4 separate regions of the Sus scrofa genome follow, and all the other regions are linked to region 2. Evidence: chromatin contacts called from public Hi-C and promoter capture Hi-C data. All regions are on one chromosome and are shown on one strand. Each heading gives the region's core, a stretch centred on a gene start, on an enhancer-like site or on the middle of the called end of the contact. The rest is flanking DNA. Distances are from core to core; before and after follow the strand shown. Region 1 holds the start of ATL1 (atlastin-1). Region 2 holds the start of VCPKMT (protein-lysine methyltransferase METTL21D). Region 3 holds the start of KLHDC2 (kelch domain-containing protein 2). Region 4 holds the start of RPL36AL (ribosomal protein L36a like).

What was found. Promoter capture Hi-C pulls out the DNA fragments that hold promoters and counts their contacts. Hi-C and Micro-C count contacts between places; a contact is called where the count stands out from the background.
Region 1: a Hi-C map of embryonic fibroblasts shows a contact between it and region 2, with 2.9 times the contacts expected there. The contact joins the promoter of ATL1 here to the promoter of VCPKMT in region 2. A contact is called at or near these places in 6 of 47 Hi-C or Micro-C datasets (alveolar macrophages, embryonic fibroblasts, fetal liver and 3 more) and 2 of 2 datasets of contacts at active chromatin or transcription factors (alveolar macrophages and skeletal muscle).
Region 3: a promoter capture Hi-C map of liver shows a contact between it and region 2, with 2.4 times the contacts expected there. The contact joins the promoter of KLHDC2 here to the promoter of VCPKMT in region 2. A contact is called at or near these places in 1 of 5 promoter capture datasets (liver) and 2 of 2 datasets of contacts at active chromatin or transcription factors (alveolar macrophages and skeletal muscle).
Region 4: a contact with region 2 is called in a promoter capture Hi-C map of fetal skeletal muscle, with 5 times the contacts expected there. The contact joins the promoter of RPL36AL here to the promoter of VCPKMT in region 2. A contact is called at or near these places in 2 of 5 promoter capture datasets (fetal skeletal muscle and liver), 12 of 47 Hi-C or Micro-C datasets (alveolar macrophages, blood, fetal skeletal muscle and 8 more) and 1 of 2 datasets of contacts at active chromatin or transcription factors (alveolar macrophages).

The regions. Positions count from the first base shown.
Region 1 is chr1:180,297,707-180,303,909 of Sscrofa11.1, reverse strand. ATL1 (atlastin-1) reads right to left here and starts at 4,476. Exons shown (of 15, transcript XM_021101558.1): 1 at 4,243-4,476. It overlaps MAP4K5 (mitogen-activated protein kinase kinase kinase kinase 5), which reads left to right and starts at 4,419. Exons shown (of 33, transcript XM_021101533.1): 1 at 4,419-4,706; 2 at 4,917-5,133. The coding sequence starts at 5,026.
Region 2 is chr1:179,905,614-179,912,184 of Sscrofa11.1, reverse strand. VCPKMT (protein-lysine methyltransferase METTL21D) reads left to right here and starts at 4,746. Exons shown (of 6, transcript XM_021101519.1): 1 at 4,746-5,502; 2 at 5,600-5,710; 3 at 5,882-5,954. The coding sequence starts at 5,237. It overlaps SOS2 (son of sevenless homolog 2), which reads left to right. Exons shown (of 23, transcript XM_021101439.1): 22 at 1,374-1,483; 23 at 2,880-4,607. The coding sequence ends at 3,389.
Region 3 is chr1:179,607,450-179,614,150 of Sscrofa11.1, reverse strand. It overlaps KLHDC2 (kelch domain-containing protein 2), which reads right to left and starts at 5,125. Exons shown (of 13, transcript XM_001925208.7): 1 at 2,541-5,125. The coding sequence starts at 2,693.
Region 4 is chr1:179,475,885-179,482,150 of Sscrofa11.1, reverse strand. It overlaps RPL36AL (ribosomal protein L36a like), which reads left to right and starts at 4,331. Exons shown (of 2, transcript NM_213917.1): 1 at 4,331-4,361; 2 at 5,065-5,513. The coding sequence starts at 5,096. The coding sequence ends at 5,416. MGAT2 (mannosyl (alpha-1,6-)-glycoprotein beta-1,2-N-acetylglucosaminyltransferase) reads right to left here and starts at 3,687. Exons shown (of 1, transcript NM_001128482.1): 1 at 2,347-3,687. The coding sequence starts at 3,687. The coding sequence ends at 2,347.

The DNA of each region.
Region 1 (6,203 bases), core at 3,227-5,726, 390 kb before region 2:
CCCTGCAGTTTCAAGAGAAAGGTTTCTTCAAAGCTGTCAAGGAAACTTTCTGATTTTTCTACTCACGCCTTAAGTTTGGAATTCAAGGCTCTCTATTTGTCTTTTTTCCCACATATTCTCACAGAAGCAATCAGAGCAAATAACACCAAAATTTTAACAATTATCACTGTCGTAGCAGTGCTAGAGATTGGTCTTCCGATGCTATGCCTTCCATCAGCACTCCATCTCACGCCACTGTTGGTGGTGATTTAAATAATCATGATGTCACTCCATGCTAGGGAATACCATTGGTTCATTTTCTGTGGCAAGTAGTTTATACAAGTAATCATCAGATTTGTGAAGTCACATAATTAGCATTTTACTAAAGAACTTTGCAAGCGTTTCTTTCCTGAGGCTACTTCCAATTTCCATAACTATTAATCAGGGTTCTGGCAAGAAAGAGCACAGAAAGAGAATTTAACAAAAGAACAATTATAACAATATGGACATGGTTAAAGGAGCCAAAAGGGAATAGTGAAGTACCTTCAGGCTAGCTACAGTGAGAAGCCATTATTATCCCTGCACTAAAGGGTCAAGGAGAAAGAGTATTAGGATTCTGCAAGAACTCTATAGCTTAGGATGGGGGTCTACAGCTTCTTCTGCACATTGGGGCTTTTTAGAACACTAGTTCAACATCAAGTGTAGGCAAACATAGGCACTCTTTTTGAACACTATTACTATTTTGTGGGGCGATCAATAAAGAACAATGTTAGATTCTTTGTAATTTGTATTTTTCTTAGGTATTAAATTTGTAGACAGAGGAGCTCCTGTTATGGCTCAGTGGAAACGATCACGATTGTTATCCAGGAGGATGCAGGTTCGGTCCCTGGCCTTGCTCAGTGGGTTAAGGATTTGGCATTGCTGTGAGCTGTGATGTAGGCTGCAGATTCGGCTTGGGACTAGCGTTGCTATTGCTGTGGAGTACACCAGCAGCTGCAGCTCTGATTCAACCCCCTAGCCTGGAAACATCCATATGCTGCAGGTACGGCCCTAAAAAATCGAAAAGCTAAATAAATAAATAAATAAAATAATAAAAAGTAAAAAAGTAAGTAAGTTTGTAGACAGGAACAATTTGTGAGCTGAAAACAGGAACCCTCCTTTCAATTCTCATATAAACTTTAAAAAAAAAACCCAGGGAATCAAGGTTACATATCAGACGATCAATTCAAGCTGGCTAAAAAAAGGGGGTTGCACTGCCCTTCACAACTCTGTGTTTTAAAACTCTCTCATCATACCCCCTGATACCGATTCTGAATGAGAAACCTGTTCTACTGCTCTCTAGAACAAAACAGAATTCTCCTACATTTTAAAAAAAAGTTTTGGTCTCAACAGACAACTGACCTTCATTAGTAACAGAAAGAATAGTTTAACTATTTGAAAGTCCAAATCATAACTGCAGCAAATGTCTTCCAATATTTACTTGATTTATATTGAACAAACCTATGAGGCCCAATCACATAAAATTACATTTTGCAACTAGTTTATATTGCAAGAGTCATCAGAAGATTATATTCCTCAAGCCTATAAGTTCCATGCAAAAACTTTTGCCCTCATGCTCTGTTTTGCCACACTTGAGGGTCTTAATTAGCCATTCTATATTGATTAGTAAATTGTGAAACTTACACAGGTAGAAGTTTAAAAATTTTATGTCCCCAAATTTTAAAAAATTAGCCTTGGCCAAAATTGAAACCAGAGGCCACAGATTATAACTAGCATTTTACTAAAGTACTTTGAAAGAAGGGAAAATCACTATAAAGCACAGAGCAAACCATCATAGTTGTAAAACATGGAAAATATTTACTTGCCAGGTATTATGAAAACAAAGAATATGACAATTAGGTTAACACGAAGGCCCTATCAAGCCATATTTATTCTTATTCAATACCTTGGCATTATAAAATTGGGTAGTTTGTAAGAAATTCTTCCATTAGCTATAAATTTTTTTTGCTGTTGTTGTTATGGCTGTACCCATGGCATATAGAAGTTCTCAGGCCAGGGACTGAACCCCAGCCCCAAGCTGCAACACCACCGAATCCTTTTTAATCCGTTGTACCAGGCTGGAGATGGAACCCGCACCTCCATAGAGACCTGAGCTGGTGCAGCTGGAATTCTTAACCCAATATGCCACGATGTAAACTCCTGTTAGCTGTACTTTTTTTATTGTTACGTAACCTTCAACCCTGAAACCAAGTGCTTAATTGTTTTGGAGGTAAAATTAGATTTATGCACTGTATGTTTATTTTATGGAAACTGAATTTGAATTTCTTTACCAACAATATTTAACACACAAACCATGACTTCACTGATCTTGATAAAATTAACTCAACAAGTATTTAAAAATTCTAAAGATTCTCTTGGAGTTAGTATAAAGCAACTGTTTTTTTCTTTGCACTGTGGTATAAGTAAAATAATAATTATGGTTGACATTTTTTAACCACCACATAGAATCTCGACTTTTTCCATGCTATCCACCTGTGGGCTGATGGTCAAAGCATGTGGATATGCAATTACTGGCAACATAAAACATCTGCACTCCCGGGTCTTGTTGAAGCCTAGGACCTCAAACTTTTTATGGCCTAACTCATACCAAAATTGTGTTTCGAGAATAACATGCTTAAAGGAAAACATGCTTCAGAAAGACATGTATCCTTGTTTCAAATTGGGAATTCACATTTTCCACTTTATGAAGACTTGTGAAATAAGTTTTTCTAAAGTCTTAGTATCAGGAAAAGATATGCCTCTCTCTCAATCAACTGGTTTACTGTGATCCTCAAAACACTGTAAAATGTTCTGCTTTGGCCAATTTGCTACACTGTTCTGGTATCCTATTTTTCTCTCTTTAACATCATACCTATTTCCTCATTTACTTATTTTTATCTTATGTTGTAGTATGCATTTTCTGTATGTTGCCTCAAATTCTCTGAGGAATAATGGAGATATAAATAAGAATAAGTAAATTTCAGACTAGAAAAAGGATCAATACCTATATGGTCAAAGGAGGAAAAAAAGAGTCTATGACAGTAAACAAGTACTAGGATACCAATAGAACATTTGAAAAGATTTTGAGTCATTGAAGCCAAAAGTATTTGCCCACCAAAACAAGTGCCAAGAAGCTTTGAAAGAAGGAACTGTTCTTCAACAATTTTTTCAATGCAGCAAACACATAGGCTTTGTCCATAGAGCATGTAAGTCTGAGCTTACTTATGTTCCCTAAATAAGTGCTCTTTGTGCATGGAACACAAAAAAATACATATATTCCCTGTACAGCTAAGGTGTGAAGTTAATTTGTACATTACCAAACTGATTACAATGATCAACAATAAGGGATATATTGCCCGAGAATGGAATGAATTGGATGTTCAAAGCTACAGGCCAGCATCTGTGACTTGCTCTTTTGTGATTTTTCAGTCACTAAATGGATTGGTCAAGTGTTAGCTGAATTTTTTTGTTCAAAACCTTCATTGGGCTCTACAAACAAAATCAATCTGGCAACCTTATTTCTACCTTGGAACAAGACTGGAAGTGAAACTACAAAACAGCTTGTGAAATATTCAGCCAAATTACTTCCCTAAACTCCTGTTTCATATTCTGTGCATTGTGAAGTATGTTAAAAAGCCTTTTATATTTGATAACGCCCTTTACAATCTTGTAAAATGCCTTATAAACACTTTCTCAGGTGTCGGATGCAAAACCCTACCCTCTTCAAGCTGCAGATAAGGATGTGGAGATATTGCCAAATAGGATGTCTTTTTTGTCCCAGATCACATACTGAGTAAGTGGTAGAGTCAGAACCAGGTTGTGGTCCCTGATTTTCAGCTGCTGCAGAACTCCCGACCCAATTAAAGGAACAATACCTGCGCTGAGACACTGCGTGTGCCCAACAGGGATAAGAACCACATAGACTTCCTAGGAATTCCGACTTTCGGAAATGTCTTGGGAAAACTTAGTGGAAGACAGGTTGCGCAGGTGTGCAGTGCAGCCTCAAACTGGTACCACTGGGAATGGTTTGCAAAACAGGAAGGTGCAGTTGGGTGTGCCGCGACTTAGTTAATCTGGCACTCCCCCACCTCCCTCCCGGGCGCCCCATTGCCAGATTACTTCTGGCTCAGTGCCCTCAACGAACCATTTTCTCAACTGGGAGGGCTGCGTTCCCATCGCCCTCGTGCCCACCCTACTACTCTACCCGCCACCCTCCAGGTTTACCTGACAAAGCTGGGAGCGGTTTAGCGGAGGCGCGTCAGCCCAAGAATGCCCGGGGGCGTCCGTGACCCCCAGAGTGGGGAGCAGAGCCCGGCTCAGGAAAGGACGCTCCGGGCCAGGGGGGCGCGGCGGCCCGGCCGGGAGAGTGTCGTGTCCCGAGCAGGCCTCAGGGCGGCACTCTGGTCTCGCGGCCGGCGCGCTCGGGCGGGACGCTGGGCGCCGACCCACGCTGGCCGGGAACGTGTCTCCCGGTGACGCAGCCCCGGGTGGGGAACGTGGTGCGGCGGCGGCGGCGACGGTACGCGCCTCCGCCGCCCGCGAGAGGACGTGCGGTGCAGCGAAAGGCAGCGGCGGCAGCACAGCTGGACTTGGAGGGCCGGCGGGCGCCGGGAATCAAGACGCAGGCGCCGGCGGGGAAGTAGGTCCTGGGCGCGGCGCTCAACAAAGAGCGGGGCCGCCCCCCTCAGGTACCGAGCCGGCCCCGGGCCCCGGCGGGCGGGCAGAATCCGGCCCGACAGTTCGCGGGCGGTCAGGGAGGGGGAAGGGCCGCGGCCGGAACACGGCAGCGGCGGGGCGCTGGGGACCCCTTCCAGGCCCGCTGGTAGCGGCTCCCGCTGGGGCGGAAAGGACGGGACTGGGCCGCTCGGGGTTGCAGCCTCTGCTCGTCCCTCGTGCAGGCGGAGCTGCGGGCAGAGGCTCCATGTTGGGAAGCGGCGCCGCTCGTCCTCGTTAGCGGGAATCGGGGCGCCGCGGGCACAGCCGGCGGGGGCCGGGCCCTGAACGAAGATGGAGGCCCCTCTGCGGCCTGCCGCGGACATCCTGAGGCGGAACCCGCAGCAAGACTACGAGCTCGTTCAGAGGGTCGGCAGCGGCACCTACGGGGACGTCTATAAGGTGAGGCAGGCCAGGCTCTTTTCCTGCGGTCCGCTGGCTCCCGGGAATAGGGCCACTTTCTGAGGAAGTGTGAGAAGGAAGGAGGATGCTTTTGTTGTTGCATCTTGGAGATGCCGCGGCCGGGTCCCATTTACTCCATTCGGAGCGCCTTCTAATCCATGCTTGCACTGATCGCTCCAACAAGCAGAACTAACTACACCTTTGCGAACCACCGTTGTACTTTTTTTGTGCGTGTGTGTGGTATAAAGGCTTTTTAATGCTTATTTATGGTATCCAAGAAAGTTCGAATCTGCTTATGGAGTTGCGCTTGAGGATATTCTTGTCTTAACATGGAAAAAATGCTTCCTGGAAGACAGTAGACAAGGAAATATATTGACGTTCTCACATTTTCACAAAAAACTTTTTGATGGATGATGCTGTTTTAAAAAGTCCTTTGAAACCCCAGTCTCTCAATTTTAACTGTAAGTAGTCTAATGCTGGGTCAAAGTGATGTGTGCACAAACATTATCCTATGCAGAACAATGCTTTTCCTGGTAGAAGTTTTGGCATTTGTATCTGATGATGATTTTCTAATTCTTCTTTGGCAATTCCTCTCTCTGGGATTGATAACATCCCATGACCCAGAATAGTTAAGAGCAGCTGTCTTTTTAATTGTGCTCTTTTGCTTTATTTGAGACAAATGATGGGAATGAGTTACTCTTAGTTTGAAAAAAAAAAAAAAAAAAAGTCACAGGCAAGCAAACCCAGTTCCCGAAATCCACCGAGTTCTTGAAGGATCAAGAGGAAAGAGATTGTTTCAGATTGCCTTATGCTTTTTTGTTCTCTGTTCCAAAAAGGGAGCATTAATGTAACTCATATGGGTATGTTAAGGGAACTTGCCTTTGATTTTGCAAAAGCTTTGTTTATTGTATTTGATCATGTCATGTATCCCATTATTCTAAACAACACTCCTGCATATAGCTGAAATAGCCTTGGGTAATTAACCAGAACACTCCTCTGGGGTATGTTGTTTTTGTACAGGTGGTAATATGGAAGGAAAATATCCCTTCTTCCTAACTTCTATTTTTAAT
Region 2 (6,571 bases), core at 3,497-5,996:
CAAGGGTTATTGAGTGCCTTCTATGGAGAAACGTATGTAATGATTAAGTGGTCTGACTGTAGAGTCAGGCTTAGATTCAGAAATGTTTGTAGCTGTCCCACTATCATTATGATATTTTCTATTTCCACAAGTGTATGTGCTTCTGTTAAGGAAGAGAAGACTCAACTCAGTCTGCCTTAAATACTAAGAAAGTATTCTAACTCAGGTAATTGGAACTCTGGAGGAAGACTTCTTTAAGTCTGGTTGATTCATTGGTTCCATGATATTAAAGACCAGGTTTCTTTCTGACTCTTCATTGTTTTATCCAGGTTATCAGCTTTATCTAAAGCTGTGTTTCCTCAGGATCGTAAGAGTGGTGGCAGGAGTAATAAAGATTATGTACTTCTTTGTTCAGTCAAGTAAGAAAGAAGAGGGAGGTAGAGAGAAAGACTGACAGACTTCCGAAAGAGCAAGGAACTTCCTTTTCAGCAGCTTCTAGCAAACCTCCTTTCAGATTTCAGTAGTCTGAATTAGGTTATATGCCCATAGCTAAACCAATTACTCTGGCTGAGGGAATGCTAATCAGGCCCCATCTCTGGAGTTAAGGGGTAAGGTCAGCTTTTCAATGAAGTACATGACTGCATGCATGAAAGAGAGGTAAATAAACATCTGATCATGTTAGGAAAGTGAGAGGTCCTTTGTCCACTTGACTGGAATTGGAGTACTCTGCTGGAATTGGCTGACTAAATCATATGGGATGGATTCATCATCATCAAAAGGAGTTCTCCAGGTTCAGGCGTGGCCAAAAAAAAGTTCTTATTCTTTGTCTGATTGGCATATTTAGGGGTGATATCTCCTCTAATGCTTTTATTGTTTGGTAAATTTCCTTTAATGTGGTTGTATATTATCAGTGACAGACTTGCAAAGAGAAAAGTTCTGTGGTACAACCCTACCCTATGGAAGGTTTTATTACCTGTATAGAAATGTATCCAATAATAGCTGCTTCAGAAATGCATGGTCTCCCTTTATGAATGATCTTTCTCTGGGATTTACTACAGTTTATATAGACAAATATACTTATTGTGTCTGTTTTAGATTATAAAAAGATTTGGATCTTAATTAAATAGTGTATCTTCATTTAGCTTAGTACCTAACATGCACTACCACTGTGCTGGATGCTACAGACATGAAAATAAGTACACACTGCCCTCAAAAAGCAAGCCTTCAGCTTAATGGAGAGGATGGCTAAACCAATAGTCAGCTGCAATACAGCCTGACTGAGGCCATAGCAGAGGTTGGCCATAGTGGAGGTTGGTTGATCAAAGATTGAAATAAAGTTTTGTCTTATAACTGCTTTGTGAATTGTGGTTAAACTAATCTTTTTTTACCTCCAGAGTCTTTCTTCAGTTCATGTGGTAGTTTACATAAACTAAGTGAAGAGCCACTGATTCCTCCTCCGCTTCCTCCTCGAAAAAAGTTTGATCATGATGCTTCAAATTCCAAGGTAGTCAACAGGACTTAGGTTTGCCTTAACTTAATCAAAGCTGTGAATCCTCAGAACTTGCTTGTTCTTATAAAGAGTCTGTCGATTATACTTTGGCCACCCTTTATGGTTTTTAAACATTTAGGTGGTTTTATTTTAAAAATACTTTAAATAATTGTTTAATCCTCGTAATACTCTTTCTTAAAAAGAAGCTGGGAAGATTCACAGATACTCAGAAGTCCATTTATTTCTGATAGAGATGGAAAGAATTTTAGTATTCAGAGCGTTCGCCAAACTTTAGTCTGACCGGAAGTACCTGAAAGGCTTGTTAAAACCAGATGGCCAGAGTTTCAGATTCAGTAGATCTGGGGCTCAAGAATTTGCATTTCTTTCCTTTTTTTTTTTTTGCTTTTTAGGGCCTCACCTACAGCATATTGAGGTTCCCAGGCTAGGGGTCTAATCGGACCTACAGCTGCTGGCCACAGCAGTGCAGGATCCGAGCCATGTCTGTGACCTACACCACAGCTCATGGCAGTGCCAGATCTTTAACCCACTGAATGAGGCCTCATGGTTACTAGTCGGATTCGTTTCCACTGAGCCACCATGGGAATTCCTGCATTTGTAACAAGTTCCCTTCTAGTGCTGATGCTGTTGATCCCTGGATCATATCATATTTTAAGAACTCCCACTTTGGAGTTCCTGTCATGGCTCAGTGGTTAACAAACCTGACTAGGAACCATGAGGTTGTGAGTTGGATCCCTGGCCTTGCTCAGTGGGTTAAGGATCCGGCATTGCCATGAGCTGTGGTATAGGTTGCAGACGCAGCTCTCAAATCCCGCATTGCTATGGATGTGGCATAGGCCAGTGGCTGCAGCTCTGATTGGACCCCTAGCCTGGTAACCTCCATATGCTGCGAGTACAGCCATAAAAAGAAAAAAAGAAAAACAACTAAAAAACTCCCACTTTCAGCCTCACTGAGGATAGTAGAAGTCAGTGACCAAAAACTAGAATTTGGTATATTAAGATATTTTTGATATACCAAATAAGGTATATTTGGATACATATTAAGTCCTCTTGATATCATGTCCTTTCATGTCTAAAAAGCTATGTATTCTTTTCACTCACTTGCCCATTATTATAATTAAAATACATAAACTTATAAACTGTGTATGCAAAACAAGGTAATCTGAGGCTTTATGTTCTAAGATTTCAATTAAAACATCTCATATATAAAAATAGTAAACTGAGCCTTGAGTGAGGCTGGGAGTAATTTATTCATAAATCTGAACATTAAACCAGATTAATGTATTTTGGACTTTCTAGATTTAACTTGCAAGAATTTTTCAATCTTTTTAAGACTTTTTCTCACAAATTTTTCAGGAGAACAGAAGTATAATTTAATATTTTTGTTTTTGAGGGAAATATGAAATCCGATGATGACCCCCCTGCTATTCCGCCAAGACAACCTCCTCCTCCAAAGGTAAAACCCAGAGTTCCTGCTCCTACTGGTGTGTTTGACGGACCTCTGCCTAGTCCACCTCTACCACCGCCAAGAGATCCTCTTCCTGATACCCCTCCACCGGTTCCCCTTCGGCCTCCAGAACACTTTATAAACTGTCCATTCACTCTCCAGCCACCTCCACTGGGACATCTTCACAGAGATCCAGACTGGTTCAGAGATGTTAGTATGTGTCCAAATTCTCCAAACACTCCTCCAAGCACACCATCTCCAAGAGTACCACGTCGATGCTATGTGCTCAGTTCTAGTCAAAATAATCTCGCTCATCCTCAAGCCCCCCCCATTCCACCAAGGCAGAATTCAAGCCCTCACCTACCAAAACTGCCACCAAAGACTTATAAACGGGAGCTTTCGCACCCCCCATTGTATAGACTGCCTTTGCTAGAAAATGCAGAAACTCCTCAATGACCTTAGCCATATGTAGTCATTGACACTGGAATGGTATTTGTAAAGTTTTTTTTTAATTTATTCAAAAATGCATAGTATTTTAGTACTTTTTAAAAATAATGCTCTTACAAAAATGCTACTGATCAAATAAGCTTTTAAAAATTGGAAAAATGAAAATACAGAAGTCCTTTACCATTATCCTCAGGTGATCAGTAGCATTGCCTTGTCTTAGATCCTCAGTGCTGCCAAAAGGCCAGTATAAAGAAATTATATTTGCACTGTAGACTCTGCTAAAATATGGTTTAAAGTGATAATTGATTGCACTGAAAGGGGATAGTGCATTTGTGGAATTTTTCAAATTTGAGTAATAGATGACTTTTTAAGGCAGTGAATTTACACACGTATGGGGGGGGTGAGTGATACTGATTTTTTAAGCCTCTTTGACCATCTTCTAGTTTTTACATCTAGTTTTTACATTTAGGAAAATTGTGAATAACACCCACTGTTCTTAAACTCTTTAATGCCATGTCTTAAATGCCAGAATTTGCTGCTGAAGACAAAAATGAAAAAGAGAATGAAAATAATAGAATGCACTGTGTTTATTATTTTGTCAAAATGTAAACAGACTACCTAACCCAATCATAGAGGGAAAAAGGGCATATATCTTATACAGATGTGCCTTTTTGTTTTTGCAGACTATGATGTCTTTAGCTAACGAGTTGCCTATTGTTTTGGGATGTAAAGTTAATATGCCATATATGTACAGTTTTGTTTATATTGTATATTTAAAGACAGTGCTAATAATGTATATAAGTTTATGTGACTTAAGGCCTATAATACAATCTGCTACTTTACTAATTCATGAATTCAGAGGACAAGTTTCTTATGGCCTAGGAACCAACTGCATTGCCTTGAAAACCTAATAACTTTCCCTGTAAATCCTGTGTTAATAAAATTTTTTAAAATATTTTTTTAGATTGGTAATATTTAAACCAGCATATACTTAAAGCTTTATTAAACTTTTTAATCAGAAAAGTGAGTAAAACTTTTATTTGCCATTTGATTTGGACTCCTTCCCTCAAAGTGATGAAAAAGTGTGTTTTGCTCTCAGTGCCACAGCAGCAGTTGTAAAGTAGTCAGAAGCCACGTTGTTTATTTACTGGTCAGTGGCCTTTTACTGTGCTTTGTATCAGAGTTTCTAACAAGATTAATAAATCACCCAAGTCTTAATTTTTTAAAGACTTTTAAAATATGTGTTTTCATTATATGGAACAAGGGGGTAAGATTGTTGAGTTCTGTAGAAATAAATTATTTTCCCTATTTTGTGCAATTAAAATTCCATAATCCTAAAGAATTCAAGTGATGTAAACTTTGGAGGGATAACTTTACCTTCACTGTTACTGCATTCAGATGAAAAATTAGCATGTTAGAAAATCTTATCCTCCTAAATTTAAAATTAGTAGGATGATAGCTATCCTCGGTAGAATCTTGGAAGCTGCCTGGATTTAAGGCCGGCAAATGCTGTGTGAATCAGTCTCCAACCAGGTAAAAATACTCAGGTTGGCTTTTTTTTTTTTAAGAGCAGATTATAATACTAGCTTTGTCCGGAAAATTGATCTAAACTGTCAGTTCTTGAAGCCAGACTTGAAATTTTGGGAAGAACGTGTCAGTTCCGCTCCTAGGGGAAGCCCTGGCCACGGGGTAGGCACTTTGGTGGAGCCTTGCCTTCCGGGCTCTCTGCCTTCGCGCATGCGCTCTGGCGCCAACACCTCCGCCAGGAGAAGCGGGGCCCCAAGCCAGTCGAGGAGCGGGGCTGTGCGCATGGTTGTGATGTCACTGTGTGCGCCACATCTTGTTGCCAGGCAGCGATGGCGGCTACTCTGGAGTCATCCGAGGAGGACACGCTGCTGAACTTTGTGCGAGTTTTGGAGAAGCGAGATGGCACGGTGTTACGACTGCAGCAGTATGGCTCCGGCGGCGTGGGTTGCGTTGTTTGGGACGCTGCCATTGTCCTTTCTAAATACCTGGAAACGCCCGGGTTTTCCGGCGATGGGGCCCACACTCTGAGCCAGCGGTCGGTGCTGGAGCTGGGCTCTGGCACCGGGGCGGTGGGGCTCATGGCTGCTACCCTCGGGTAAGAGCTGGCGGGAAGGGACGGCGCTTTGTTGGAGAAACCGCCATTACCGGCTTCCCAACCTTGTGCCTCTACCTCAATCAATGTTATTTTATAGGGCAGATGTCATAGTCACCGATCTTGAGGAATTGCAGGACTTACTGAAGATGAATATTAATATGAACAAGCATCTTGTCACTGGTTCTATTCAAGCCAAGGTACTGAAATGGTTTGTATGGCCTTTAAGCTTTTTTTAGATAACGATTTGTAGTTTGCTTTAAATTGTGTTTCACTGTAAGTACGGTTAATTCGAAGGGAATTTTCTGGGTCTTGTTTATAAAACAAGAATATTTTAAGTTATTAAAGCAACAGTGAAAAATATTTGGTTGACATTTTTAAGGGGGGAAGAAATAGAAGACTTTCCTTCTCCACCAGACTACATACTGATGGCTGACTGCATATACTACGAAGAGGTGAGTAATGAGTGAAATTTCTTCGTTTAGAGGTTGCATACACCGTTTTCCATGGGTTCTAAAGCACACATGTCTAAGCATTTTTACATCTTTTAATGCAAATTTATTCTGTAATTGATGATACAGTAAAGAGAAAATAAAAGTCACCACGGACTACAACTTACACACTCATGATTTTAACATAGAGGCCCATGAAGCATTTTGAGAAAAGTGTTATATGCATTTTACTAGAGGCTTCTATAAAATTTTTAAAGGATTTTGCCTTTTGGATCTCCTATGTAAGGCTAAGATTTTTTATTGTTATTTTTTTTTATTTAGCTATTCCAAGTAAATTTAATATGACATTAGTGATTTTAACTGTTAAGTTGTATTGTAAAGAATTCATTGTTCTGTGGCAAAATTTATTACATTTATAGGATTTTTTTTTAAATATCAGTTTGTGTATATTGTAGACATCACTCATTTTTTAAGTAATGGGCATTGAGCCAACTTATGTTCAAATTAGGGTCAGAATTATAGGGAAATTATTGATTGTTAAATTAAAGAAAAAATTTTTTGTTTTGTTTTTAGTGGCCCCACCTGCACCATATTGAAGTTCCCAGGCTAGGAGTCAAACT
Region 3 (6,701 bases), core at 3,876-6,375, 300 kb after region 2:
ATCCACTGAGCGAGGGCCAGGGATTGAACCCGGGTCCTCATGGAGGCTAGTCGGGTTTATTAAACACTGAGCCACAGCAAGAACTCCCTTTCTTCATATCTTATTTGAATTACTAAGAATTATGAATTAAATGGACAATCCTCCTTGCCACATACTCAAGGTAATGCTTAATACAGACAGCTCTCCGTTCAAATTTTTGATAGGGCTGTTGGTGCAGGAAGCTAAGAGAGCTCCAGGTAATCTCCAAAGCCACTCTATCCTGAACAATCCATGCACCACATTTCAGCTATGTGACTTTGAGGGTGATTACCTGTGCCATGGTAGGCAGACTAAAGGAAGGTCCACCTTGAGAGAATCTGACCCACACTAACATGTCATTTTCTAGCCATTCTTTCCTTTCAGCCATTCATTTTCTACCAAGAAGCAGAGAGGGCCGAACTGCAAATATTAAGTCCTTGTGCGAAATTTGAAGTTCCTTGTTCTGCTCTATTTGCCTTTTAATAACAGACTAAGCTGACCCTATGCCAGAACTTAGCCAAGTGCTGTCCATGGACTGCTTTATTTGATCCTCTCACAACAACCCTAAGAAATTAATTGGTATAGGTTTTTTAGAGAGAGAAATAATTTGCCTAGGGTTACTTAGCAAGTTTTGGTGGAACGAGGACTCGGCCTCCTTTCACTCTATTTGTGACTTCAACCCCTGCCTGGCCTTTCCAGCCTTTGAACTGCCCTTTCTGAACAATGTTGACATACAGTCAACAATTGCAGTTCACTGAGAATGGGTGCCAGGGTCTTATAAGCTTGAGTATCACACAAAATAGTAGAACAGCTGGGCATGTCAGCACTTCTTTCTCCACTCCACCACTTAGGAAAGGAAAGGCTGGAAGCAAGACAGCAGGCTGACCCTGAGCAGATCAGCCTGGCAGAAAGAAAACTGACTTCTGCCCAGGAAGCTAAGCTTTACTGCCATCAAAATAATCTCCAAGGGCTTCCAGATTGTGCCTGCTCTTAGGGTTCCTGCCAAAATGTGGAGGGCAGCCTGTTTGGAACCACCAACTTCACTGATGATGCTTCTTCACCCTGCCTCAGCCATAGGCATCCAGGCCCTCTGCAGCTTACCTCCAGAAATCTTCCACCCTGACAACCTTCCTTCTCCCCACCTTCCTTCTTTGTGAAAAGTCTCATTCCCTCAATATTGCTGACTTTTACACACAGAATTACAAATACAGTAGTCGAGGCTGAAGACTAACAGGTTTATTTTTCTCCAAGGGAATTATTTACATTTTAACAAAGGTCTACACACCAACCACATTCCTCTTAACACACACCCCATTCTGGACACCTATTCACTGGAGGCTGGGGAAAGCATTCCAGATTAATTGGGACTGGCAAAAAAAACCGCAAATGAAGTAATCAGGATAGTTTTATCGCATCTATTTTCTGAGAATCATCTCAAAAATGGCCAACTATGGTCACATCAACTAAACCAGAAGCTTAAAATCTATTACCAGAATCACCTAGCAAATCATGGAAGGCACAGGTGTAGTGGATTACATTTAATGTGAATGGGGGAGAAATCATTTTTAAAACCTAAAGTTACTAAAAAAATTTTTTTGGTAGGAATGCCTAAGAACTACCCCAGCAAATGAAAGAAGACGATTCTATACAGTGGAGTGTTATTAGGAAGCTCTAAAAGCCAAAGGGCAGGAGAATTAGCAAGTTTAAATAGGAGACACTTGGGTAGGATTTCCAGAGAGGAAAAGGGGAATGCAACCAAATGCTCTTTTTTTTGGCCACTGATCAAATTGCTCATGATTACAGAGCTGCTCTGGTGGTTAAAATTGTTGGGTTTTTTCGGTCAGTGGTGAAGCTTTTCAATTAATTTTCCTAGTAAGGGTTTCTTGTGAAAAACCTTAACCCTTTCTCAGCTGAAACCAAAAAGAAACTGGCCCTGAAACGTTCAACCACCACTAGGCGGGCAGGTGCACAGGTGTAGCTGGGACTCAAAAAGCGGGAAGGTTGCAGAAGGCTGTGCCTGCGGCCTTTAGGAGGTCCCAGCTATTTCCCCACACTTCCATCTCCCCACAAGCCGGCCACAGCATCGGTGGGCCACAGGACGCTGGCTCCAGAGGGCTAAGTGCTCCTAGATGAGCCTGATAAAGGGTTAAGAGTGACATCACACACCGTTACCTCTTACACACCCCGACCCTTTCAAATAAAACCCTAGTCCTGCATCGCCCTTCCCCCCACCCCATCAAGTAACTAACTCTCGGATGTCAGAGCGCGCGGGGCGGCCACGAGCTGTGCGAGGCGGGGGCGCGGGCTTTGTAAGCAGAAGGCTGGCGTGACAACAGTCCAGGAGCCTAGGTACGGATTGGGACATCCGTGGGAAGATTCCCACACTCACAAAAAAAAGGAACCAACGCGCGGAGTCGCAACGTTGGGAGTGCCGGAGGCGCCCGGGGCGGCCGCTCTGGCGCTCCCACCCCCGATCTGGTAACAGCCGGGCAACGCCCGCCGCGGCCGGGCCACCCACTGACCTTGTAGCCTCCCCAGACGAACATGTGACGACCGTCGCCGACGGCTACGTGTCCACTACGCTCCGCGGGGCAGGCGAGCTCCGCGGACTCGTAGCCCTCGTAGGCCGGCCCCGGGAGCTCGTCCTCCCGCAGGTCCTCGTAGCCATCGGCCATCTTGAGGCAGCGCTTCGCTTTTCCAGCAATCCCCGCACCCGCCGAGGGGGAAAAGACAAAGGAAAAGGAAGAAGACGCACGGCGGCGCGAGGAGAGGCGACGGCGGCCAAAGGCACGGTGTGAGGGCCGCTCCGTGGCCGCCTGCGCGCGCGTCCTCCAGACCACTCTCGGCGGAGATGGCCTCTCGCCGCCCGGGCGCGGGTCGCGGGCAGGAGGCGCGGAGGCACCCGGCCCGGAGCAGGGCGTGCAGAGGTCCGGCTGGGGCTGGGGCCGGTGCCAGCTTCCAGCCCGACGGCCCCGCCTCCAGCTCGCTTCTCGCCGCCGCTGGCCCTTGTTTACGCCGCAGCCGGAACCGCCCGTTCCGCTAGCACCGCCCACCGGGCTCCGGAAGCGCGGCCGGCGCTCAGCGCCCCCAGCGCCAGGTCCTCCTGCCACCACCAAACCGACGGCCAGACTTCGTGGCGTCTCGCCCTCAGCCGAAGTCCGGACAAAGAAGCCAGAGGAAGTTGTAAGGACATTCGGAGCCTCCTTTCAGCGCAGGGATATGCTGAATTACCCAGATTCTCCCCCCAGAAAGTTTCTTTCCGAGAAGATCTTGTTTGATTAAGGAATGTTCTCAGGTTCACCGCCTGGACTATAGCAAATTGCTCAAATAGTAAGTTTCAGTGTCTCAGGGTCGGGTCTTCCCGAGGATACAGGGGCGGGTGGTGCCTCTCGCCTCCCAGGCGGTCCCAGCTCCGATTGCTGGGCCGAGGCGCCCGGCCCTGCTCATTGCTGCTGCGCACTGCGTGCCACCCGGACTTGTGTCCACAGAGAGCGGGTCATGGCATCTCCTCTCGACAAGTTCTTCTTGCCCATCAGGAATCTTAAATGTAGTGCTGCATCCTCCACCCAGTTTGGAAAATTGTGCTCAAGAACTGTTTCAGAAACTGTCCCCATCCAGGCCATCTAGGAGGAAAGTGAATCTTACGCAGGACACTTTTCGCTTACATTACCTGAACCTTTTCAGTTAAGTCAAGAATTATTGTAATCTGAATTTGATTCCTCACCTGCAAAATGTAGTTAGGCTAGACTACATCTTAAATCTCTGATCTAATGGTGCATCTGTACGTGGATGTGTTTGGTGAGAGGAGTGTGCTTTATTTTCCTCTCCCTTGCTCATCATAACGCTGGGACTGCTATGTAGAAGGAACACTTGGTACAACAAATGGCCTTCCTCGCTAAAATTTTCTAAGCCTGAAATTTCTTCCTTAGCACTGCCTGTGTCTTTACAACTTATCAAAATTTGTAGGGTGGGTAAAAGCAGTACTTAGAAATTTATAGCATTGCGTGCCTATGTTAGAAAAAAAAGAAAGATCTAAAATCAACCATCTAAGTTTCCATCTTAGGAAATAAGAAAAAGAGGAGCGAATTAAATCCAAAATAAGCGGAAGGAAAAAAATAATGAGATGATGAAAAGAAAGAAACCAATGAAACTGAAAGCAGGAAATCAACAGAGAAAAACTGATAAAACCAAAAGCTGGTTCTTCAAATAGTGAAATCAATAAACCTCTAGCCAGGCTAAGAAGAAAAGACACAAATTACTGATATCAGAAATGAAACAGAACATCACTACATATATCATGGACATTAAAAGTATTATAAATATTATGAAGAACTCTGTGCCTGCATATTTGATAAACTAGATGCAATGGTCTGATTCCCTCAAAGACACAATCTGCCAAAATTCCTAAGAAAAAAATAGATAACCTGAATAAGCCCATATCTATTAAAGAAATTGAATCAATAATAACCTTCTAAAACAAAGCAGGAAGCCCAGATGAGTCCACTGGTAAAATTCTAACAAACATTTAAGGAAGAAACCATACCAGTTTTCTACAATCTCTTTTAGAAGACACAAGCAAAGAGAATACTTCTTACTCATTCTGAGGCCAATATTACTCTAATCCCCAAACCAGACAGATATATCACAAGAAAACAACAGACCAATATTTCTTATGAACATAGATGCAAAATCTTCAAAGTATTATCAAATCAAAAAAATTAAAAAAGAAACACTATAACCAAATGGGACTCATTCCAGGTATGCAAGGCTGATTTAGTGTTCAAAAATCAACCAGTGTAATCCATCATATCAACAAGCTAAAGAAGAAAAATCACATGATCATATTAACAGATGCAGAAAAAGCATCTATTAATGCTTTTAAGAGTTCCTGATGTGGCTCAGCAGTAATGAACCTGACTAGTATCCATGAAGACATGGGTTTCCTCCCTGGCCCTGCTCAGTGAGTTAAGGATCTGGCATTGCCATGAGCTACGGTATAGGTCACAGATGTGGCTCAGATCCTGCACTGCTGTGGTTGTGGCAGTAGACCAGCAGCTGCAGCTTTGATTCAACCCCTGGCCTGGGAACTTCCATATGCCACAGGTGCAGCCCTTAAAAAAAAAGACAAAGAAAGAAAAAGCATTTAATAACATCCAACACCTATTCATGATTAAAAAACAAACCTCTTGGCAAACTAGGAATATAGAGGAACTTCCTTAACTTCGTAAGGAACATCTACAAAAAATGTACAATTACTACTATTCTTAATGATGAGAAACTAGAGGAATAAGGAAAGGACATCCCCTCCCACCACTACCTTTCAACAGCCTACTGGATGTCTTCGCTTATGCAGTAAGACAAAAAGGGGGAAAAGGTTGGGAAGGAAGAAATCAAGTGCCTTTGTTCATAGATGGCATGATTATGTAGAAAATTATAAAAAATTACTGTAGTACATTCAGACAATAGAATATTATTCAGTGTTGAAAAGAAATAAGGCATCTTTTGAAGCCATGAAAAGACATGTAGGGAACTTAAATGCATATTACCAGTGAAATAAGCCAATCTGAAAAGGGCACATATGATATAATTCTAATTATATAACATGGAAAAGGCAAACTATGAAGACAGTAAAATATCCATGGTTGCCAAGGGTGAGGTCAGAGGGAGAAAGGACCAGGCAGAGCAAAGCAGGATTTTGAGGGCAGTGAAAATATTACGTATGATGCTATAAAGGTGGATACATATCACTATACAATTGTCTAAACCCATTAAATGTACACCACCAAGAGTGAGCCTTAATGTAAACTATGGACTTCAGGCGTGTCTAAGCTCAGGAAGCTATAATGAAATACCATGGACCTGGTGGCTTAAACAACAGACATTTCACAGTTCTGGAGGCTGGGAAGTCCGAGATCAAGGTGCTGACAGCTTTGGTTCTTAGTGAGGGCCCTCTTCTGGCTTTGCAGGTGGCTGCCTTCTCACTGCATCTCCATAGGGTGGGAAGAGAGAGCATGTGCAAGCTCTGGTCTCTTCCCTTCCTCGGAGGACACTAATCCCATCATGGGATCTTCACCCTCAAGACCTCATCTAAACCTAATTACCTTTTCAAATATCCCACCTCCAGAAAATTTCACATTGGGGGTCTTTTTGGGTTTCAACATATGAATTTTGTGGGGATACAAATATTCAGTCCATTGCATGGGTAGAAGAAATGTTCTTGCTATACCCACATGGTGGACCATACAGTAACTTCATCAAACAGGAAATTCCAACAGACTCACATTAATACAATGGAAAAAAAGGTGGGAAGGGGTATTATTTGCTTCTAAAACCGATTCTTTTCCTTTGAAATATTCTAAAGTCAAAATTTTAATTTTTTTTTTCTTTTTAGGGCCACACCCGTGGCCTATGGACGTTCCCAAGCTAGGGGTCGAATCAGAACTGAAGCTGCCGGCCACAGCCACAGCCATGGCCACGCCAGATCTGAGTCATGTCTGCGACCTAAACCATAGCTCACCACAACACAGATCCTTAACCCACTGAGCAAGGCCAGGAACGAACCTGCGTCCTCATGGATACTAGTCAGATTTATTTCCACTGAGCCACAACAGGAACTCCAAAATTTTAATTTTTCAGACAGTATGTACTACCTTGAAAATTATTCTAGCCTGCTGAGTTTATTT
Region 4 (6,266 bases), core at 3,082-5,581, 430 kb after region 2:
CACTAGAGCACATGTTGGGGGAGAAGAATCTCAAAACCATGCGTTTATTAAGTCTCACTAAACAGGATGCATTTATGCTTGTCATAGAGTCTGAGAGAAAAGAACTTTACTAACCAATATTAAATGATCCAAACAATACAGATACACTGAATGAACTTCAGTATTTTTGCTTCAGTTGTGTATTTCATTCATAGGTAAGTCACCATATGTTATAGTAGGTTATTTATTAATGACTTTTAAAACTAAATTTTAAAAGAACTTTTTGGAAGTTATTATTACAGTATGAAAACATCCCTTGGGTTTTTTTGTTTTTTTTGTTTTTGTCTTTTTAGGAGGCTGGGGTCCAATCAGCTATAGCTGCTGGCCTACACCACATCCACAGCAACACCAGATCTGAGCCGAGTTCTACAACCTTACACCTCAGCTCATGGCAACACCAGATCTTTAACTCACTGAGCGAGAACAGGGATCGAACCTGTGTCCTCATGGGTACTAGTGAGATTAGTTTCCGTTGACCATGACAGGAAAACATCCCTTGGTTTTATAGAATTATATTTACAAATTTTAGAACAGGACACTTAAAAAAATCTGAGCATTTGCTCCAGTAGGAAAACTGTCTTAATTGTACTATTACATGAAAACAACAAAAAAAGCTAGTATTTTTGAGGCCAGAAGAAAATTCCAATGGATATTTTTCTCACAAAAATTTTTAGAACATTTAAGAAAATATAGAAAGGTTTGCAGTGCTCACCCCAATAAAAGCAATTCCAGGAGTTCCCACTGTGGTTCAGTGAGAATCCCACATAGTATCCATGAGGATGCAGGTTCGATCCCTGGCCTTGCTCAGTGAGTTAAGGATCCAGAGTTGCTATGGCTGCGGTATAGGCCAGCAGGTGCAGCTCCGATTTGACCCCTAGCTGGGGAACTTGCATATGCCTCAGGTACAGCCCTTTTTTCAATCACAATATGAATCTTACTTCATTTGATGCAACAATTTTGAGATTGTCCCTTAGGTACACAATTTTCTGAGACTGAAATGACAATCTTGCAATATCTACACAGAAATTAGTCTATATTTCCAGTTGAATACAATTAGATACTGCTAAGGGAAACATGTTCAATTTGGAGTAAATTTTAAGCCTGTTTCCTATTGTTTACTGTGTCTGTTCTTTTAAAAGGGAGTTCCCTTGTGGTGCAGCAGGTTAAAGATCCTGCTGTTGCTGTTGTATTGCCACTGCAGCTGCCTGGGTTGATCCCTGGCCAGGGAACTTCCACATACTGCAGGCATGGCCAAGAAAAAACACCAAAAAAAAGTATGAGTTCTGTTAAAGCTGGCACTAGAACATGTTTCACCTTGTCAGGACTGAACTTTGTATCATTTCTGGCTGTATTTTACTTACACAGCAGCTTTTTATTGCTCATTATCTATGCCTGGCTGATTTGAAAGCCAGTTTCTTCCAAAGGGAATGCACTATCAAGAGCTGGTATTTCAAACTCTGTTATACAATGTACAGATAAGATGTAATGCTAACTTTAAAACTTTTAGAATGTCTTTACTGGACTTTGGTTTGTAGGTTTATTCTGCAAAATGATTAGGAACCTTTTTATGCAAAAATGAGTATTTTATTTTGGCAGCACTAAAAAAAAAAAAAACAAAACCACTGTATTTCTACATTGAGGTGAAAACAGTGTTTAAACTTTCTTATCAATCAAATACATTCCAAAAGAAAGTGTGTCCTATGAATGTTCCAAAGCACAGGCAAATCTTAACACAACAATACAAGAATCTGTAATACTGAAAAGTGACTCTGCTCTGACAGGGTGTTTAACAAACATAACTTTCGAATTATAAAGCCAGTGAAGCAATCCTTTCCTAGTAACTGTTATCAAGAATGAAGCTGGGCTTGTTAATACTCTTAGCAATTTCATGGTAATACTTTTAACTGGTATGACAATTTTAAATAAACTTTGCTGTATGTAATATAAGTTTTGAAAGTGGAAAAGTGTACAAAGTTCCAGATAAAAAGATTAATAGATGCAATTTAAATAAAATTTCCCCTTTTACTGGTTAACAATGATTTCCTTCAGCAGACACACAAGAAACTTTAAAACCCAACTCACAAAGTGAAAACTTGTGTTTTAAATCTTAATCAGACAAGAGGAAAAGATTACTATATTTGGACAACTTTTATAAGAATTTTGTTGTTGTATTAAAGCAGAAACCAGTTCCTAAACTCTTTTATTCAATTGTATATCCTGTTTGGACAAATATCAAAAATAGAAGACTGTCACCTTTTGCGATTGCGTTTTTTTTTTTTTTTTTTTTTTTTTTTTTTTTTTTTTTTTTTACTGCAGTCTTCTATAACTCTTACAGAGTTCATGGTCCCTAATGTCTCCCCACCCTCCATTTTTCCTAGGTGGGGAAAGGGCTGCTGTCAATTTTTCACTGATAGTTAAAGTTTCTGGAAACATGTACTGTTTGTTACTATTTAAGAGTGACTCAATTTGGGCACTCTGTGTGGATGGTCTACAGGTTTTTTTGTGATGCATACCACAGTCTCCAGCATGAAAAATCCTAGGAACTTGAGGAACCAGCACTTTCCAAAATTTTGGAAGACAAGATACAGTCAAATATTGAAGTGTCCAGTCCCAGTTATAATCATCATAAGTACAGAAAGTGTCTGTGCACTCGATCAGCTTCTGATAGGCATCCCGGGTCAAGGCCAGACCCATATTGTGCTCCGTGGATTTCCACGTTTTCACATCTACCTTGTCAGCAACGTCACGGAAACTGCGAACGGTAGTATAGGTCCCCAGGGAGAGAACGTCACACTCAGGACACTCTTGCTGCTTTAAATTCCACATCTTTTTGAAGACATGGTAAAAGTCTGGGGCTACGTAGTGATCCTCCTCTAGGAAAAGTATGAGGCCAGCATAGTCTCGAAGGACTTTGACCCTCTCCCACACGAAATGCAGCTTCCACCACCAGTGGTGTTTGGTTTGGGAGAACTTGGCCTCTCTGTAATGGCCGAAGGAGTCGGGATATTCAGCATTAATGCATCCCATTTTCAAAGCTGCATTCTTCTCCAGGTCTCTAGGGCAATCTCTGGGGTCAGTACCCGGAAACTCGTTAGGGTACAACTGAATGCTGAAAGGAAAGAACACCTGCAGAACCGGACAGAAATCCACCCCAGCGATCAGCTGATTAATCTCAGTCGACCAGAAGTCATGGCTAAAGATGACGAGGACGTTGTCGATTCCCTGGGCTTTCCGAAGTGAGTCCAGGAGCAGTTTGAGGTATTCGGCCCGGTTGTGCACCTGGACCACCAGCACAAGCTCGCGGGGGACCCAGGAGCTGACCTTATCCACATTCCTCAACGTCTGGTCAAAGTTCAGTTGGTACACTAGGGACCGGTACCGCAGCGTCAGGTTGTCCACCTCGGGCTGCGGGGCTGCCGCGACCAGCGGAGCCGCCGAATCGTTGGAGCCCCGGCGGATGCCCACGGATATGGCAGGATGGTCCCCGGCCCGGGCGCCCGCACCCCGCACGGGCTCGGCGTCCAGCAGCGGCGGGGCGAGGGCCTCATTCTTCCTTTGTCGCCCATTGCTGCTCCAGAGGACGAAGCCGCAGGCGGCCACCACGAACGTCAAGATCAGCACCTTCCGCTTGTAGATGCGGAACCTCATGGTCTCCGGGGCCGGGAGCGCGGGCAGGCGCGTAAAGGAGCTAGCGGATCCCGCACGGAAAGGGCGGGCGGGCGGCGGCCGTGGCCTGCAGCGATCGGAATGGGCCTCCGCGGCTGCCCTCGCTAACTCATCCCTGGCCCCGGGGGTCCTGGGGCCCGAAGGCGCTCAGCTCCCCTGTGCCGCCCGGGCTCCACACATCCTCGCCTGGCAGCTGCAGCTCAGGCTGTCCCGCCGCTAGGAGCCGCGACTCAGCGTCGCCTCGGTCCTCTCCATCCGGCACGGGTCCGAGAAGCCCGCCGCGGCCCCACCGCACCCCGGCTCCGTTACCTGCGCTTCCAGCGGCCCTGCGTCCTCTGGGCTTTCATCCTTACGCAGGCACCGGACGTCCCGGACCGAGGGACGCAACCTCGTCCCACTCCCGCGGAGACTGTCCTGACAACCAGCAACTGGCTCGCGGAGCTCCGCGGCCCCCGGGCCCACACCCCTCCGGCCCGCCCCTCGGGCCGTCGGTTGGCGCTTCCCCGACGCGTCGGGAGACGACCGGGCGTCGCTGCCCGCCTCTTATTGGGCCGCGGCGCTGTCGCTCAGGCTCAGTTCCTGCTTCCGTCCCGATCCTCCTTTTCCGGTGAGGCTAGAGCAGAGCGAGACCCGGAACGTGGACATCGGTTTTACTGGTAAGCTACACGCGGAGTGGTAGCGGTCTCGACTGGAGCCCCCGAAGCTCAGGATCCCGGGGTGGCCGGGCGAACCCTGGTAGGAGAGGGAGGGCGAGGCCCGCCGCCTTGGGGGATTTCAAGAACGGGCTTCTCCCTTCCGGGAAGGGGCTCCCGCATGGCGGCTGCCGGGCCGGGAGGCACTTGTTAAGGACACGTCAGCCTTCGGGGCCGCTGAAGGGAGACCGTGTTTCGGAGGGAGAAGTCAAACCACGTTGCTGCGGTCCTCAGAGAAGGGCCGGGCTCGGCCTTGGCACCAGCTACACCGCACCCGGAGCCAGACTGGCTCTCGCGCTCACTCTCCCACTCTTCCGAAGGAGAGTAGATTATCACACGACCACGCTTTAGTTGTTGGGTAACCACGGTAAATTAAGGACCAAAGGAACCCACTTTGGAACTTAGAGTCAGTAGGGGGACCTGACTGTATAGGGCATCCTTATGCTGCTGCTCTGGCCCTTATTTTAGTGAGCCTCATTTTATCACTGCTCCGATGATTAGCCTTCTAAAGAGTTGTGCACATATATATATTTATTCGTGTGGAAAATGCGTATTTGGTGCATTTATACGTTAATGATTTCTGTAATGTTACTATTTCCATATTTACAAAACTTAAAATTTCAAAATGTTTAACGTCTGTTGCTGTATTTTAAATATTTTACCACAGTATTCATCGTGAAAACACCCCTGTTGCAAAGATGGTCAACGTACCTAAAACCCGAAGGACTTTCTGTAAGAAGTGTGGAAAACATCAGCCTCACAAAGTGACCCAGTATAAGAAGGGCAAGGATTCCCTCTATGCCCAGGGAAAGAGGCGCTATGATCGGAAACAGAGTGGCTATGGCGGGCAAACAAAGCCAATTTTCCGGAAGAAGGCTAAAACCACAAAGAAGATTGTGCTGAGGCTTGAATGTGTTGAGCCCAACTGCAGATCCAAGAGGATGCTGGCAATTAAGAGATGCAAGCATTTTGAACTTGGAGGAGATAAGAAGAGAAAGGGCCAAGTGATCCAGTTCTAAGCCTTGAGAATTTTTTTTATTCTATATTTGAGAGGAAGGTGTTGAAGCCATAGGGGGAAAAAAAATGCCTGTATGAGAATAAATACAGTGATACCTTACTGAAATCTTTTGTATTTTTAAAATATAAATAGGATCTTGTGCTTATTTTGGTTCTAAATTAAGGAAGTTACAGAATTAAGGTTCATTTCAAATTCTCATTTAAATTTAGTTCCATAAGACTTGGAATGTTGATTTATATATAAAGATAGGAGTCCCACCTCAAATTTTATAACTAGGTTATGGAGATAAATCATAAGGCAGGGAAAAAACTGATACTTTTCACATCAATTTCATATCTGTTGGGTGAGTAAATGATTATGATTGAGCTGCTGGGGAAAGTCTCAATCAGATTTTGAAAAAAGTACATGGAAAAGATAAGGTAGGCCTGTGTATAGCAGACTGGGTGGAGTAGAGGATCCAAGCTGAAGGGGTAAAAAGAGCTGACTTTTTGCAAGGGTATGGTCCAGTAGGGCATACTAGCCACATATAGCTATTTACATTAAAAATGCAGTTTCTCAGTTATACTAGCTACATGTGGTTAGTGACCACCCCATTGGACAGCAGAGACGTACAATGTTTCCATAGGTTTTTCTAGACAACCTTTTCTTAGACCTTGGTCTTTTTTTTTTTTTTTTTTTTTTTGTCTTTTTAGCCCTCACCCCACCCCAAAGCATATGGAGGTTCCCAGGTGAGGGGTCCAACGGGAGCTGTGGCTGCTAGCCTACATCACAGTCACTCGGGATCCTGTATTCCCAGGGGAAAAGGCGCTATGATCAGAAACAGAGTGGCTATGTCTGTAACCTACACCACA